Linked DNA regions of Drosophila melanogaster: region 1 is linked to region 2. A link is a contact called in public Hi-C data. All regions are on one chromosome and are shown on one strand. The core of a region is the stretch at or near the end of the contact, and the rest is flanking DNA. Distances in the headings are between cores, read along the strand shown.

Region 1 (7,816 bases), core at 4,413-6,912, 320 kb after region 2:
AAATTATCTACATTCTTATTACTATATCTTCTCTAACTTCCTCGTCCACAGTTTCCACATTAAATCGGAGCCTCTGGATCCACCACCGACTGTGAATCTGGTGCACGAGAACAACAACTCCCCGATCGCCACGCCACATATTAAGGCTGAGCCAATCGAAGTCGGAGCGGATGCTGCGCCCGGCGGGCTGGTTCCGCCGATGACTTCTCCGCTGGGAAACAGCAGCAGCGTGGCTGCCGCAGCAGCTGCCGCCGCCGAGGTGATGAAGAAGTACTGCTCAACCTGTGACATATCCTTCAATTACGTGAAGACCTACCTGGCTCACAAGCAGTTCTACTGCAAAAACAAGCCCATTCGCCCCGAGGCCAGCGACAGCCCCAGTCCGAATCACCTGGGCGGAGGCGTTGCCGTGGGCCTGGGCATTGGCGGCCTGGTCGGCGGACACGGCCAGCAGAAGAACAAGGAAAACCTGCAGGAGGCGGCCATTTGAGAAAGCCAGCTGCGGTGGGAGGCGCAGCGCAAGCAGCTTGAGTGGTATTACACGTGCTTCTAAGCAGCAGCCCAACCCAATCGAAACTAATCGAATCCTAGCCTCCTTTAAAAATGTACACTATCCAAACCGCAACCAACCATCGACGACAGTATTCCCGGAAAATCTCCCGTCGCTGCCCTCCACTTCCAACTCCATTTGGGGACTGACTCCTTCGACTTACCGATCGATAGAAGTAGATATATACATCGTACTCCCGTACATATACAGTACACCTAAAGGAATAACACATAGATACTTAGGTACATTAATTTAGGCGCATACCCATTAAGTGGGAACCATGACATATAATGCATGCCAAAGCTTACCACTTAGACAGAAATTAAATTGAGGGCGAGAAACTACAAGTTTGCAATGGTCTGCGGAGTAGAAGGAGGCGAAGTATTCCAATGTAGATCCAATACTATAATGTAAATTACTCGCTGTTCCCCATAAAGCGAGCAATTCTAACTGTGTAATTTAAATGAGTACATTATTTATTAAGTGTGTGCGACAATAAAAGTAATTAATTTATTCAATATAAAATATAGTGAAATTAGTAACTAAACGACATTTTACATTTTTGAATTCAACGAACGATTTGAGTGCTGCCAGATTAGCGAAAAATGTTATGACGACATAGTTGCCAGATTGATTAAAATATTGTCAAACATCGGACATATTACCGGATCAATAGAAAAATATTGTGGCATCCCTAATAAAAGAACCGTTAGATTAGACCAGGCATCAGATAGATCAGCTGATCGTTGGTAGCCTACTAGAAGTTCTGTTCGCCTGGTACTCAGAATAGAGCATGCCCACCAAAACCAAGACTTTGGGAATCCTGGCGGTTGTTTTAAAAACACCTTTCCACGCTTATGCTTCCCTGGTAATTCAGTTCGAAATATATGAGCATCCTCGGGAAAAATAATAAATTCAGCTGTCAGTATGCCGGATTCCCCAGACTGAAGTACCAGGCGAACACAAATCTCAGTAGGTGTTTTAACTGGGCATTTTTCAATATGGCGGCCTCGTTGGAAATGAACCGTTAGCTGGAAGCATTGCTATATCAGCAGCGAATGCTACCAGATCAGCCAAAAATTATGCATAGTAATGTTGGCGGACTTGCCAGATCAGCTGAAATAGTTGGGAAATGTGACCAGCTTCAAATGCCTAAAAATCAAATAAAATATAAAGGTAAAAATGGACTGAACAAGTTTTTAAATAAAATGCTTAAATTTAAAAATAGTCATGTTACTTAAATAATAAGCAAAAGGAAGAACTTTATATGGAATAATTCAAGCACTAAATCCAGCTGTACGGCTACTGACGACCAACAAGTGCTCGACTGCACATTTGCTGGGAAATCCTTTCCGCTTTAAAATGCATAAGCTTTTACAACTAATAAATTTTTATTGAAATTACATAGGTTTGTACGTAGTACTCGCGATACAAAATAGCCCGTAGAATAATCGGCACCTGCACCCAGAATGGAAGCTGAAAAGAGCGTCGAATTCTGGGTGCCACGTGGCCACTTTGGGCCTCATCGAAAAATTACAGGACTTATTTGTATTTATTCAGATGGTACATGCTGGTAATTAAGCAAGTGCAGAACATTAAAAAATTAGATGCTTCGGGCCGCGGGGGCTATCCAAAATTAGTCGATTCTTTAAAAGTAAGTAGACGTGGAGAGCATTCCAAACAAACGCTTACCGGCTAGATGTGTGTATTTGTTAATGTCTATGTGGTAAAGGTGGTTGGCAGGAGCCCGACTACTCAGTGGCCGCCATGGCGCGGGCCTGGGCACGCACGCGCTTCTCGTACTCCAGTCGGTTCTGGCAGTAGATGGTGTAGGCCTCCGCCTGGGCTGGGTCCTTGATGTTCGGCTCGTTGAGCAGGTCCTGGATGCCCAGCAGGATTTGCTTGATGGTGATGGCGGGGCGCCAGTCCTTCTCCTCGTCCAGCAGCGACAGGCAAACAGTGCCCGAGGGATAGACGTTCGGGTGGAACAGCGGCGGTTCGAACTTGCACTTGGGCGGCGAGGTGGGGTAGTCGTCCTTGAAGATCATGCGCAGCTTGTAGAGCCCGCCCTCCCAGGGGGTGGACTTCTTGCCGGGAATGGCGCACTCCCAGATCATCAGGTTGAGGGTGCCGTCAGGGTTCTTGGCGGGTCGTGCGACGAACCCGAATGGGTGATCCTTGCGCCAGGCCTTGCGCTCCTCCCCCAATCGTGTAATAGCAATGCCGGACATGGTCGTCGCTGCTTGCTCGCTTCTCTACTGCCGCCCGAACGTGTCCTCGAGTCCTGGATTTCCGCTAGCAGTCCCACTTGGCCTTTTTTGCACGCGCGTCTGTCTGCGAATGTGTGTGTGTGGGTAAGTGGCCTACGAGGGGCTTTGTCGCCTTTTGGCGCGCTAAGTGCAAGAGCACCTACCTCTCTGTTCGTCCTTGCGTCTCCAGTGGTTCCAAGCAAATTAATTATTTGCAATCGCGGGGGGAACTCGCGCTTTTCGCAATTTTTACCGCAATTTTTCAGGAATGAACGCTTGTGCTCGCTAAAGGTATAAGTTTTTCTACACAAAGGGTCTCACTATGCGGTTATCGATATTTAGTGTGGCCGTGGATAAACAGTGGTATTAAAATACTGACTTTTTCAAAGCACTTTTGTATTATGTTTTAAATTTAAAAATTCTTTGGATTTTGGTAAGCTCAACTTAAAATGTATTAGGTTTTTCTCTTAAGCCGTTACATTCCTAAAAACCCTCTACTCAATACAAAACTAGTTTAATTAAACGTTAGAATTAAAATTTATTCGCATTACTGTTTACACAAATTACTGCATTAGTTTTAAGAAATGCAATGTAGAATTCGTAGTCAAAATTGCACTGTTTACAAAAATTGGAATATATTTGTATCTAAACTGTTCTTAAACATATAAGCCTCCTGTGCGGAGCCACAGAAATATTTGAAATACATATTTAAATTGATTGCGGTAAAAAAGTCGAGGGAACATTTTCTACAATTGTAACCTAACCGAACTAAATAAGATTGTTGTGCCTGGCCAAGGAACGTACATAACTAACTCAGTAAGTGAATCGTCTTTTGTAGCGGTGTTAGTCCATATGAGCTATGGACTGCGGTAGATGGAGAAGCCATATCGAAACGAAAGGGAGCTTGGCTAGCTGCAGAAGACATTTACGATGGAACGAGTGGGGATGTTGTTCGGATGTTGCGTCCTCCCGGCTCTACTTGCCCTTTTTCGACTCCTTCTTTTTGCTGCCGGACGAGCTGACGCCCTCGTCCTTCTCCTTCTTCTCCTTCTTTTCGGGCTTCTCCTCGGGATGATCTTCATAGCTGCAGTGGGGGCGAGAATGAGTTAGTTTAGTTTCAAGTCGAGCGCCCAGCGCAGTCCACACTTACGCAAAGAGCACCTTCAGCTCGCCGCGGATGAGGGCCACCAGGAGGGGCGTGCCCATGCAGGCTGGCACCAGGTAGAGCAGAGCCGGCTGCGCATGCTTGAACACATGCATCACGAAGATGGTGGCCAGCAGGCCAAGGAAGTAGGCAATCAGCGTGGAGTAGAAGTAGATGCGCGTCTTGCGCTTCTTGCTGTCGTCGAAGCGCAGCAGCAGAGCGATGAAGATGCCCGGAATAACGATGTCGCCTAGTCCCAGCATTGCGAAGTTCGAGGCGTTCAGGCCGTTCTCGATCAGGTCCTGGGGGAACACTAGCTTGATGGGCGCCTCGAAGCTCTTGGCCACGGTGACCATCACGTTGGTGCCGAATACCCAGAAGATGTCGTAGAAGAACAGGCCGCTCAGCAAGATGACGCCCGTGACGAAGTTGTTCAGGTGCAGCATCTCCACGCCGTTGATGGCGAAGGCCAGACCGAACAGATTGTTGGCGATCCAGTGCTTCTTGAGCAGGTACCACACTCCGATCGCCGAGGAGATCACCAGGCAGACAATGTCGTGCGTGGAGAACTTGTAGTTAACGATGTCTTCCTTGTGCTTGCCCTCCCCCTTAGTGAACAGGATGTGGAAGGGCACCTTCGGCACGGCGGCGGGCATCAGCGAGTTGATCACCGGACTGAGCAGGTGCGCCAGAGCAATAACTCCCAGCACGAAGAAGTAGCCGGTGAGCAGGTAGTTGATGTGCACCTTCTGGAAGATCTTGAAGAACAGGTACAGCCCGAAGAGGGCTGCCGACGCGATCAGCGGGAAGTACATGGCGTCTTTCTTGGTCATCGTGTCCGCCTTCTCGCCCGTTGACTGCAGGGAGTGGGAATTACGGGAAACATGTTAATGCAGCTTCCGGGCTGAGTCTGCTTCACATACCTTCTTCAGCTTGTGCAGCTTCACGGAGCGGATGGAGCCGAAGATGATGGGCAGCATGGCCATCACCACCAGGCTGCTGTAGGCCACCGCCATGCCCTCCGGAGTCGAGGGCTTCTTCTCGCCCGGCGCCGACTCGTTCTTCGGCGCGTTCACATTCTCGATGATGCCCTTCAGCACCTCCTTAACGGTTCCGATGACTTCCTCCGCCATGCTGTGCTGTCCAATCCAATCCGTTCCTGAAAATCGCCGGCTTGCGGGGGTGAAAAGCGAAATGACACGCAGCAGCACACGTCAACAATCTGTGTTATCGGTACCGCTGGTCATCGTCTGGGCCTATCGGACGCACCGCAGTATACCAAAAATATACCACCCTCTGTGGTGGGGTCGCACCGCCACCAAACTCCCGAAAAATATACCAAAACGGTTGAGATTCAAAACTGATAAATCTGATTTGAAATTAGTGAATCCCGAACTTAGTTTGTGAAAACCTGCTAGCTTATCGAGCTAATTGTTCACCAGTTCTCCTCAATTTATTAATCATATGTTTGGCATTTTTGCGAAACAAAAATAAGTGAAATGGATTTTTAAGTTTATTTTATGCTGATATATGTAAATGCTTTTGAATTGATTAAGTTCTTAAGAGAACTGACTCTCGAACCTCCCCGAAGTCAGTACATGTGAGCACGGCTCCCACACAAAACCCAAATATGTCGGCTGCTGCTTTATCTGCTGCGTCGGCAGAGGAACACCGAGATATCGGAGGAGCCTCGGCCATGTGCCAAGCCGCAAACCGAGCTCAGTTCCCATTCAGATTTCGAGAGCACAGCACCGTACATCCGAAACAAAGGCGCGCTGAACAATGACGACGACTCCCAAGATAAAGGCACCAGTTTCCGGTCCTGGACTGCCACTACTGCTGCAAATGCTAATGGGGATGCTTCTTATGGGGCTGACTTCCGTGCCAGGCGCCACTGGTAAGTGTTTACGGCTCCGGAGTTGCATAAGCCGCTGATAAGTGTGATCTCGAATCCCCTCCAGCCACCGCGGACCCCAAGAACGCCAATGTCAAGGCCCTGGATCGCCTCCACGCCGGCCTGTTCACGAACTACGACAGCGATGTGCAGCCGGTGTTCCAAGGAACCCCCACGAACGTGTCCCTGGAAATGGTGGTCACCTACATAGACATCGACGAGTTGAACGGCAAGCTGACCACCCACTGCTGGCTGAATCTCGTAAGTCCAGTCCTCTCCTTCGTCCTCTCCTTCGTCTCGAGTAGCTGAGAAACCAGATAATTTCCGAGTTCCCTCAAGTTCACAACTCTGATAAGCAATTTTGGAAAGCGTGTTATCTGAACTGAACTGAAGTGTTGTTTTGTTTTGTTTTTTTTTTTTTTTGAGAGAGTACTATAAAGCTAATAAGTGTAGTGCATTTATGAATATCTGAATATCCAATCAACTAACCAGAAGCAATCGTGGTTTTCTAGCGATGGAGAGACGAGGAGCGCGTGTGGCAACCGTCACAATATGACAACATCACGCAGATCACTTTGAAGTCCAGCGAGGTCTGGACCCCCCAAATCACACTCTTCAACGGCGACGAAGGTGGCCTGATGGCCGAAACCCAGGTGACCCTCAGCCACGATGGCCACTTCCGGTGGATGCCTCCAGCCGTGTACACGGCCTACTGCGAACTCAACATGCTCAACTGGCCCCACGACAAGCAGAGCTGCAAGTTGAAGATCGGCTCCTGGGGCCTGAAGGTCGTCCTGCCGGAGAACGGCACGGCGAGAGGAGAGTCCCTTGACCACGACGACCTGGTTCAGTCACCGGAGTGGGAAATCGTGGACTCGCGAGCCCACTTTGTCAGTCAGGACTACTACGGCTACATGGAGTACACTCTGACGGCTCAGCGGCGCTCCTCCATGTACACGGCCGTCATCTACACACCCGCGTCCTGCATCGTCATCCTGGCCCTCTCAGCCTTCTGGCTGCCTCCCCACATGGGCGGCGAGAAGATCATGATCAACGGCCTGCTCATCATCGTGATCGCCGCCTTCCTCATGTACTTCGCCCAGCTCCTGCCAGTGCTGTCCAACAATACTCCACTTGTGGGTGAGTGCTCCCCATTGCCATTTCATCAGTTCAGTTCTGAAAACTAGATGCTAAGTACCCTAAACATCGCAGAATATTACCGAACTTACCGACCACTCACCGGGCATTCCTATAATTGCAGTAATCTTCTACAGCACCAGCCTGCTGTATCTGAGCGTCTCCACCATCGTCGAGGTTCTAGTTCTGTACCTGGCCACAGGCAAGCACAAGAGGCGCCTGCCGGAGGCGCTGAGAAAGCTGTTGCACGGGCACCTGGGCACGTGGCTGCTGCTCTCGGTGTTCAGCACCACCGGCGAGTCGCAGGCGGAGAAGACCAAGGAGATGGACGAGCACCCGTACGAGGAGGCGGACGAGCAGGAGTCCAGTCCGCTGGGCATCAACCACACCGAGGTGCCGGGCGCCAAGGCCAACCAGTTCGACTGGGCGCTGCTGGCCACCGCCGTGGACCGCATTTCCTTCGTTTCCTTCAGCCTGGCCTTCCTCATTCTGGCCATCAGGTGCTCCGTGTAGGGATGCTCGAGACTCAAGGCCACATCCCAAGCCAGTGCGCACTCTGAACTAGTTTTGCATTTGCGATTTCATGTATTTAATGTGTGTGCGAACTTATAATTATTTAATGATGAGACCTCGTATGGAATAAAGGACCTCTGCCGAATGTCTGCTTACAACTAGAAGCGAAGGATAACAGGCTAAGTAACAAATTGGCTCTCGTTTCCGAGTATTGCTCTGCGATGCTACGGGCTATCACAATTCCTCAATTAACCCAAAGTAGCTGGAATTACACAAAATGACCTTTTTTACGGCCGAAGCTCTGACCCCCAATAGCTGGGGGACTGGGT
Region 2 (6,868 bases), core at 2,070-4,569:
AAAATATAAGGAGTAAATAGTTATTCTATCCTTTGATTGAATTTACATTAGTTTCTATCTTTATCGAGGTAAATGGGCACAACGAATTTGTCTTCTTTTCTAAATATGTACATATAATAAAAAAAATTGGCATACATGTATGTATAAATGCGTAACCTAACTGAAAACGTTATGGAATCCTTCCTGGAGCGAATCCAAAAATTAAAATGATGCCAAGTGGCGCCCAGGTTGGCAACTCTGTATACGGTGTATCCTTGTGATTCCATGCCTCTGTTTGTACTGCTAGGCCTCCCTCCCCTCCTAACCAACCATTGCTTGCAGGCTACGAACGATGGTATAACGAAATCCGAAAAGGGGACAAACAAAAACAAACGACAAAAGAAGATAACACGACAGCGACTCGAGGCCTCTTCTTTCTTCCCTTCTCGCGTACTATACATTTGGCTCTCGCTCGCACTCACTCCGCCTCTCTATCACTCGTTTTCTCCGCACCGTTCCACCATCGCATTTACACTACACAAGTGCGAGGCGACTTGAGCGATTGATTATGAATATTAGTAGAACCGCTGGCTATGAACATGGCTACAGGCTTGGAGGCGGCGGTAGGTAAATAGCAATAGGGTAAATAAAATAGAGAACGCGGAGCAATAAACAGCCGCGCAAAAAAGAATTTGAGTGAGTGCACTTAAAAGGCAATAAATAGATATAACCGTTGCACAAAGTGGTTTTTAAGAAATTGATTAAGAGTAGATCAATTAAATAATAATAATACTTGAAACCACATTGGCCTACAAATTCATTTAAAAGATCACATTAAGATTCTATCGTACAACAATTCAGTCGTGAATTAAAAATTATTTTTAATTTTCTTTATGTTTATATTATCAGTAATTTTATTTTGAAACGGTTTAGTGTGGACCTGCCTTACCAATAACACCTACTTGCAACATGGAATTCTCTCTCTCTCTACCCCTCACAAGCGCACACAACTTCCCAACCTAAACCCTATTAAACCCTAAAAGGGGCAACGTGAACGCTTTTTGTTCATGTGAAATTTATAGGCTTAAATTTATTGTTTTGTATTTCCACTCGCTACAGACCGAATTACGAGCGAGAGGGCCAAATGATCCCCCTCCTCGTCGTCTGTCCCACTCTTTTTGGGTCTCGTTCACTTTATCTTGACTAACTGCATGCACACATTCTTTGCATATTCTCTCTGCATTTTTGCATTCTCATTTTAATTAGGAGACGCATCATGTCCATGCTTGCAATTTCGCATCGAAATATTTGTATTTTTTGCTTTTACCTCCAAATAAATGCCTTTTCCATTGTTTATTGTTGGCGGTATCGTCGTTGCAGTTGTTGCTGCAATTTGTGAAGATTTGTTAAGATGCTCGCAGAACGCCGAGAAGCTGCTGAAGTCCATGGGTTTAATAACCTCCATTTTCGAACACACGGCAATATCACAGACTCACTGGTAATCAAGAATATATTGGCAAAATCGAAGCTTTACGCTTTCGTCATGATTATTGATTTCAATTAAGCACTAATTATCATTCATTGCGCCTCAATGACAACTATTTGCATTGTTGTTGTTGCCTCTGCAAATACATTATTCCATTTCGTTTGATTATCACTCCCTCTTCCTTTAGCGCACTCTCTTTCTCACGATTTATCGCGTTTCGTTTTCCCCGTCTTGCATCGAGTTTCCACGAGCACTTGGACTTTTTACAACTTTACACCGCGGCGCTCAAACAAATAATGAGCGGAGCGCATTGCGGACTAAAATACAAGACACACTCCTCACACACACACATAGGTAGGCAAACAACGGCGATGGCAGCGGCTAAAATCGAATGCGAATCAGCCAGAAAGAGAGACTCAGAAGAGAGGGAGCGCGGGAGAGTAGGAAACCAAACAATCGTGAGATTAAGTCAAACGCCGTTTTGGGTGAATGTGAATATGAATGAGGTGGGCTAAAACTGAGACCGACATCCAACTCGGAGGTGAATGAGCGTCACTTGCAATAAGGGAGAGCGACAGAGAGAGCATCGACTTCGGCTTCGCGAGAGTACAATTCAAGGGAGGGCGCGGGCAGAAGCAACCTAGATGCGATTGTGACTGTGAGTGTGCAGTGGATGGACGAGTTGAAGAAGAGCGGCCGCAGCGGGCACATTGTGTCAACTGTGTAATGTAAGCAAAGAAGCGAGACAAGAGCCTGCCGCACACTTACTCGCACCTAAACACAAACCCTGGAGCGGGGAGAGAACAACACACGGCGGAATCGCAGGCAAAAAAAGCTAAGGCAATGAAACAAATGTACCACAGAAACTGTTGACGACACATAGAGAACGGCACGAAAGAGCGAAAGAGCGAGGCAGCCAAATGGGGGAAGATGAACGGGGTAATGACGGACGGACGCAGGACAACGGAAAAAAGGGATAAAATAAAATAATAACAGCAGGCGCAACAACAGCGCAAAGCAAAGAGAAGTAAAACCATGAAATGGTTTAATTCGAAAATCTTTTAGAAATGACGCCTAATACCTTATCGGTATGGAGTTCACCCTCGTCTCCTAATCCATATTTTAAGATATCAATATCAATTAACAATTTTTATCGTATGATTAGAAATTCGCATTGTTTTATTATTTCGACCTTTGGGCTTTACATCGACAGCAACACACTATCCAGACAGGAGACAGGGAGAGAGAGCACGAGGCAGTCAGAAAGCATGAAAGATGGAAGCAGTGCCAAAGTGCGATAAGCACGTAGCCAGAGCAAAAACGAAACGAGATTATTAATCAATCCGCAAGATACAGATGCAGATACCACATGAGTGAGCGAGTCCGTGAGTGGATATTGCACACACCGAAATGCATGCATGAGTGAGCAGGGCGGCTACAATCGCACAATCGATATGCGACAGAGACATATATATATCTTCGACAATGCACTCACTCACACCAACAGAAATCTTGCGCAAGATCACCGAAGAGGGCAGGAGGCCACTCTTCTCTATCCTAAATTGGACTAAACTATATCGAAAAAGGGAAAGAAAGTAAGAAGGGTGATGGCAGGTAGACAAGTCGGATTTAAACTTGACAAGCCGTTCAGCATATCGGTTAGACATATACTTTTTCAAATGGTTTATGAGTGACAGGTGTAAAGTGAAAAATGCGCAGGCGTGGCGGCTGCATCCTTTGAATGCAGTCACTACAGAGAGAGTGAGAGAGCGGCAATGGGATCTAGCAGCGACTGTTACGAGCACACGCACAGTGGAGTGTCCGAGAGCATAAAAGAATATAAAAATTCTTCAACAAAAAAATATTACTCAAAAAGTCAGCATGGCAAAAACAACTTTTCCCTTTCAAAATTTTATGTATTTACACATCAGAAAAGTTTCGATTCGCTCCACTGTGCACACTTAAGTGGCAGCGAAATGCTAATAAAATAATAAATCGAATGGCAGCACCAACAACAACGTCACTAAAAAAGAGCAACGACAGCGGTCAGCAACAAAAGCAAAAGCTTCCAAGCAAGTCGAAGGTGGGACCGAAGATGGAAACAAAAAGAATGGCAACCCGCACCAGTCGAATCACACGCACAGGAGGATAGCCATCAACTTCTCTATGTTAGGTGTTTCAAATGCACGTTACGTTGCAACTTCAAAAACGAATCAACAGAATAAAGCAAAAAGTAGGTTTAAGCAAAAGCAGCAGCGCAGCGTGCAATGGGACGGCCGCCCCGGAGGTCTGGGGGAGCAAAGGAATTCCCATTCCCAGTCCAAATGAGCACAATTAGGCGTCTTTATCGAATTCTCGCGGTATGCGAAAGAAGAGAACAGGAAACCATAAGAGGAACAGGTCACCATTATCCCCGTCTCCTTTTTGCGCTCAATAATTCAGTTCGTGAGAGCAGTAGCCGAAACAGTGGTGTCAGAAGCAGAAGCAGCACCAACCACCCCCCAGACATTTGGGTGGGCGCATACGAAAGGAAAAAATTATACATTGGATAAATCCAGAAAATGTAAAATTACAAACACACATTGCAGACATCTAGGGAGCGGGACAGAGATAGAGAGTGAGGCACTCTCGCATGGAAAACTAATACATACAGCGAGGCGGCGGCAGCGTAAGTACAGCCAACGCAGCTAGGCAGCACCACCACCCGATGATATCGAATGGCCAACAACAACTACAGCAATAAAACCAAGTCGTCCACCAACGCTACTGCTCACGTCGCGGCAGCCGCAGCAACCATCGTCACCAAAGAACTCCAGTTCGTCGATACAACAACATCGGCAACGGCAGCAACAACCACTTGGCTTTGCTCTTCTTGCTGCCGCCGTTTCTTCCGGCCCCCCGACATTACCGGATTGTTTCGCTCCTTTTACTTCTGTTATTGTTGTTGTTGTATGTTTGATTGATGGTGCGCTGCCTTTACCGCTGCCTCTCTGCCTTTTGATAATGGCAACGTCGCCCATTCAGCGATGACCAGTTGTAGGGGGAATTTCCCGAATTAGGCCTTCTAAAATTTCTACATTTCTATAGCCATGGCATATATAATCAGATGTATTGGAGCGCAGTATCGCTTTAGTATCGGCACCCTTATTCAAATCGATTCCGGACTACTCGGATATTTATAAATATGTGAATATGAAATATTAAAAAATCGTTCTCATTTGGCTTGCAATTGGCGCATCTCTAGCCCGCCAACACAGTGGGATTGCTGCGCATCGAAAAGGGCAGCTTGTACAATTGACTTCGCTGTTTTGCCTTTTCCCATATGTCGCCCCATGCCTTGTGACCAACACGTTGCTGGTTCCACTGTTTTGCGGTGTATCTGCTTTTGCTGCCACATCAAGGGGCAGCAAAAGGCGAAGCGGAGGCAAGGAATCGAAAGCAACGGTTTTGCACTAGACAGTGGATTTGAGAAGGAGTTCGGTGTGTTGCTGTTTTTGTTTCTGCCGCCGGGTGTGCAAAGTGGTTTGACATTTCCTCCGTTTTGGCCGTTCATTCGCATGCCCATTCCCATTCGCGAGATGAGATAAAATGCGATGAGAAAAGAGGACGGGGAATCCAACGAGAGGACCATCTGAACATCGTGTGCACCGCATTCGGGTTCAAATTGGAGTGTATGTATTTCTTTTATTTTGCATAAATTAGGCATAAGTGTATGCTGTCGGTTCTCAGCTCTGTCGCTGCCTCCTGTTCGTTTTGTCGTCGCTCGCTTTTGATTCTTCGTTCAGTACGAACGCACACACACACAAAAGGGAGGATACAAAGTCGCAAGGCGAGTTAACAAAATGTTCTCCTCTAAAACTTCAAAACCCCACTGTGGGAATGGGTATTGACTTCGTCCTTTATTTAGGCTGATTCCCTGCATTATTTTCGTGTGCCTTCTACATAAGACCATCGCAAAGTGAGTATGTGGACAAAGGTTAAAATGGGTATCAGAACTACTGCTAGGAACCCATATCGCGAATAGTTTTCTGAATAGTCAAATCGAAAAACCAATTGCTTTACTTATAATAGTATACGACTTTAAACGTCACCCTTTAAACATATGGGTTAGACAAAATGTTAGGTTTTTGTTTATATTATGATAGTTTACGAATACATGCAGGTTAGTAAGGTTAATAGTGTTTTGTGTAGTTGCGTGCTTTTTTGTCAGTGTTTTTTTTTTTTTTTTATTTAGGTATCGGTTCGAAGGAGTTTATTAAAGTGTTCATAGTCTTTTAGAGCCTCAAAGCGTGGCTTTTCTGTTTTTGCTTTAGCCAACGAGTGGAGGTTGGGGATTTATTTGAGTGGGGGTTGCTTATAAGGGCAACGGGATGATTGTTCGAAGTGGCAGTGTAAGTGGTTATAATATAAAAATGTTTTATATAGAGAGGAGGTACTCATCACTAACGTACATTGTTCATGCTGACCAGGTACATGGCCAATTTATTGATGTCCAAGTTGGCCAGCTGGTTGACATCTGTGGTGTTGAGTATGCTGAGCATTAGGCTTATGTCGGCGGCGGTTGGCATAGCTGGCATGACTCCCGCTCCGCCCATGCCCACCTGGCCGGATCCACTACAGGATCCTCCAGCACTTGATGCGGCGGCGGCTGCTGCTGCGGATGTGCTGGCCCCCTGCGATTGCATCAACGCCTGAAGACTCCGGCCACTGGCATCGTGCTGAGCAGAGGATCCTATTCCGGACCCACCACTGCCGGAGCCGCTCTGCAGCTGCATTTGCATAGACTGAAGGGTGGGAGTGGTGGGAACCGACAGCGGCGGTGTCGATGAAACCAATGCCTGGAGCTGTGGGACAAATGTGACAATCACAGAGAAAGAGTTGGTGGAGTTGGTAACTTTGCAAGTTCGGCAAAAAGGTCAGGAACTGTCACAGATTCAGGGTGGGCTGAGGATGATTTTATTAAGATGGTCTTGATGGTAAAGAAATTAAGTGCAATCCTCTGTCAGCGTTTTACATAGTTTAGTTTATCAGCTGTTGGCTGCATTAGTTAATGATTTTTTCTTATTTACAGCTTTTGATGCTTTGGGTAAATCGAATTCGGTTGCATTTTTGGAACCGCTTCTTTGTCCAAGTCAATGTCCACTGTCCGTTCTGTACGCTAACTACGGTGTACGGTTCGAAACTAACTACAGCCAACAGCTAAGCAACAAAACTACATATTTCTAACATTGGACACTACAACATAATCATGAAACGTAGAACAAAAAATGTAAAATGATTCAATAGTCATTTGGGTTAGGCAACAGACAGTTTCGGAAACTATTTGAATTTTAGATTTTTCATAGTCGTTAATAAGGGTGGGTGAATATAAATCTCAAAGATAACAATTTAATTTGAAGAAAA

Evidence for each region. Hi-C and Micro-C count contacts between places; a contact is called where the count stands out from the background.
Region 1: a Hi-C map of the Kc167 cell line shows a contact between it and region 2, with 6 times the contacts expected there. The contact joins the promoter of nAChRbeta3 here to the promoter of lncRNA:CR44222 in region 2. A contact is called at or near these places in 2 of 107 Hi-C or Micro-C datasets (the D17-c3 cell line and the Kc167 cell line).

Annotation. Positions count from the first base shown.
Region 1 is chr2L:539,467-547,282 of dm6, forward strand. It overlaps nAChRbeta3 (nicotinic Acetylcholine Receptor beta3), which reads left to right and starts at 5,663. Exons shown (of 4, transcript NM_080359.4): 1 at 5,663-5,840; 2 at 5,905-6,098; 3 at 6,350-6,977; 4 at 7,099-7,630. The coding sequence starts at 5,726. The coding sequence ends at 7,487. Spp (Signal peptide peptidase) reads right to left here and starts at 5,187. Exons shown (of 3, transcript NM_078720.3): 1 at 4,867-5,187; 2 at 3,950-4,800; 3 at 3,320-3,883. The coding sequence starts at 5,076. The coding sequence ends at 3,775. Ets21C (Ets at 21C) reads right to left here. Exons shown (of 4, transcript NM_001298618.1): 3 at 7,067-7,816; 4 at 5,459-7,013. It overlaps ush (u-shaped), which reads left to right. Exons shown (of 9, transcript NM_001272902.1): 9 at 52-1,066. The coding sequence ends at 490. It also overlaps lwr.
Region 2 is chr2L:220,200-227,067 of dm6, forward strand. lncRNA:CR44222 (long non-coding RNA:CR44222) reads left to right here and starts at 3,320. Exons shown (of 1, transcript NR_073675.1): 1 at 3,320-4,509. It overlaps kis (kismet), which reads right to left. Exons shown (of 18, transcript NM_078717.3): 12 at 5,917-6,309.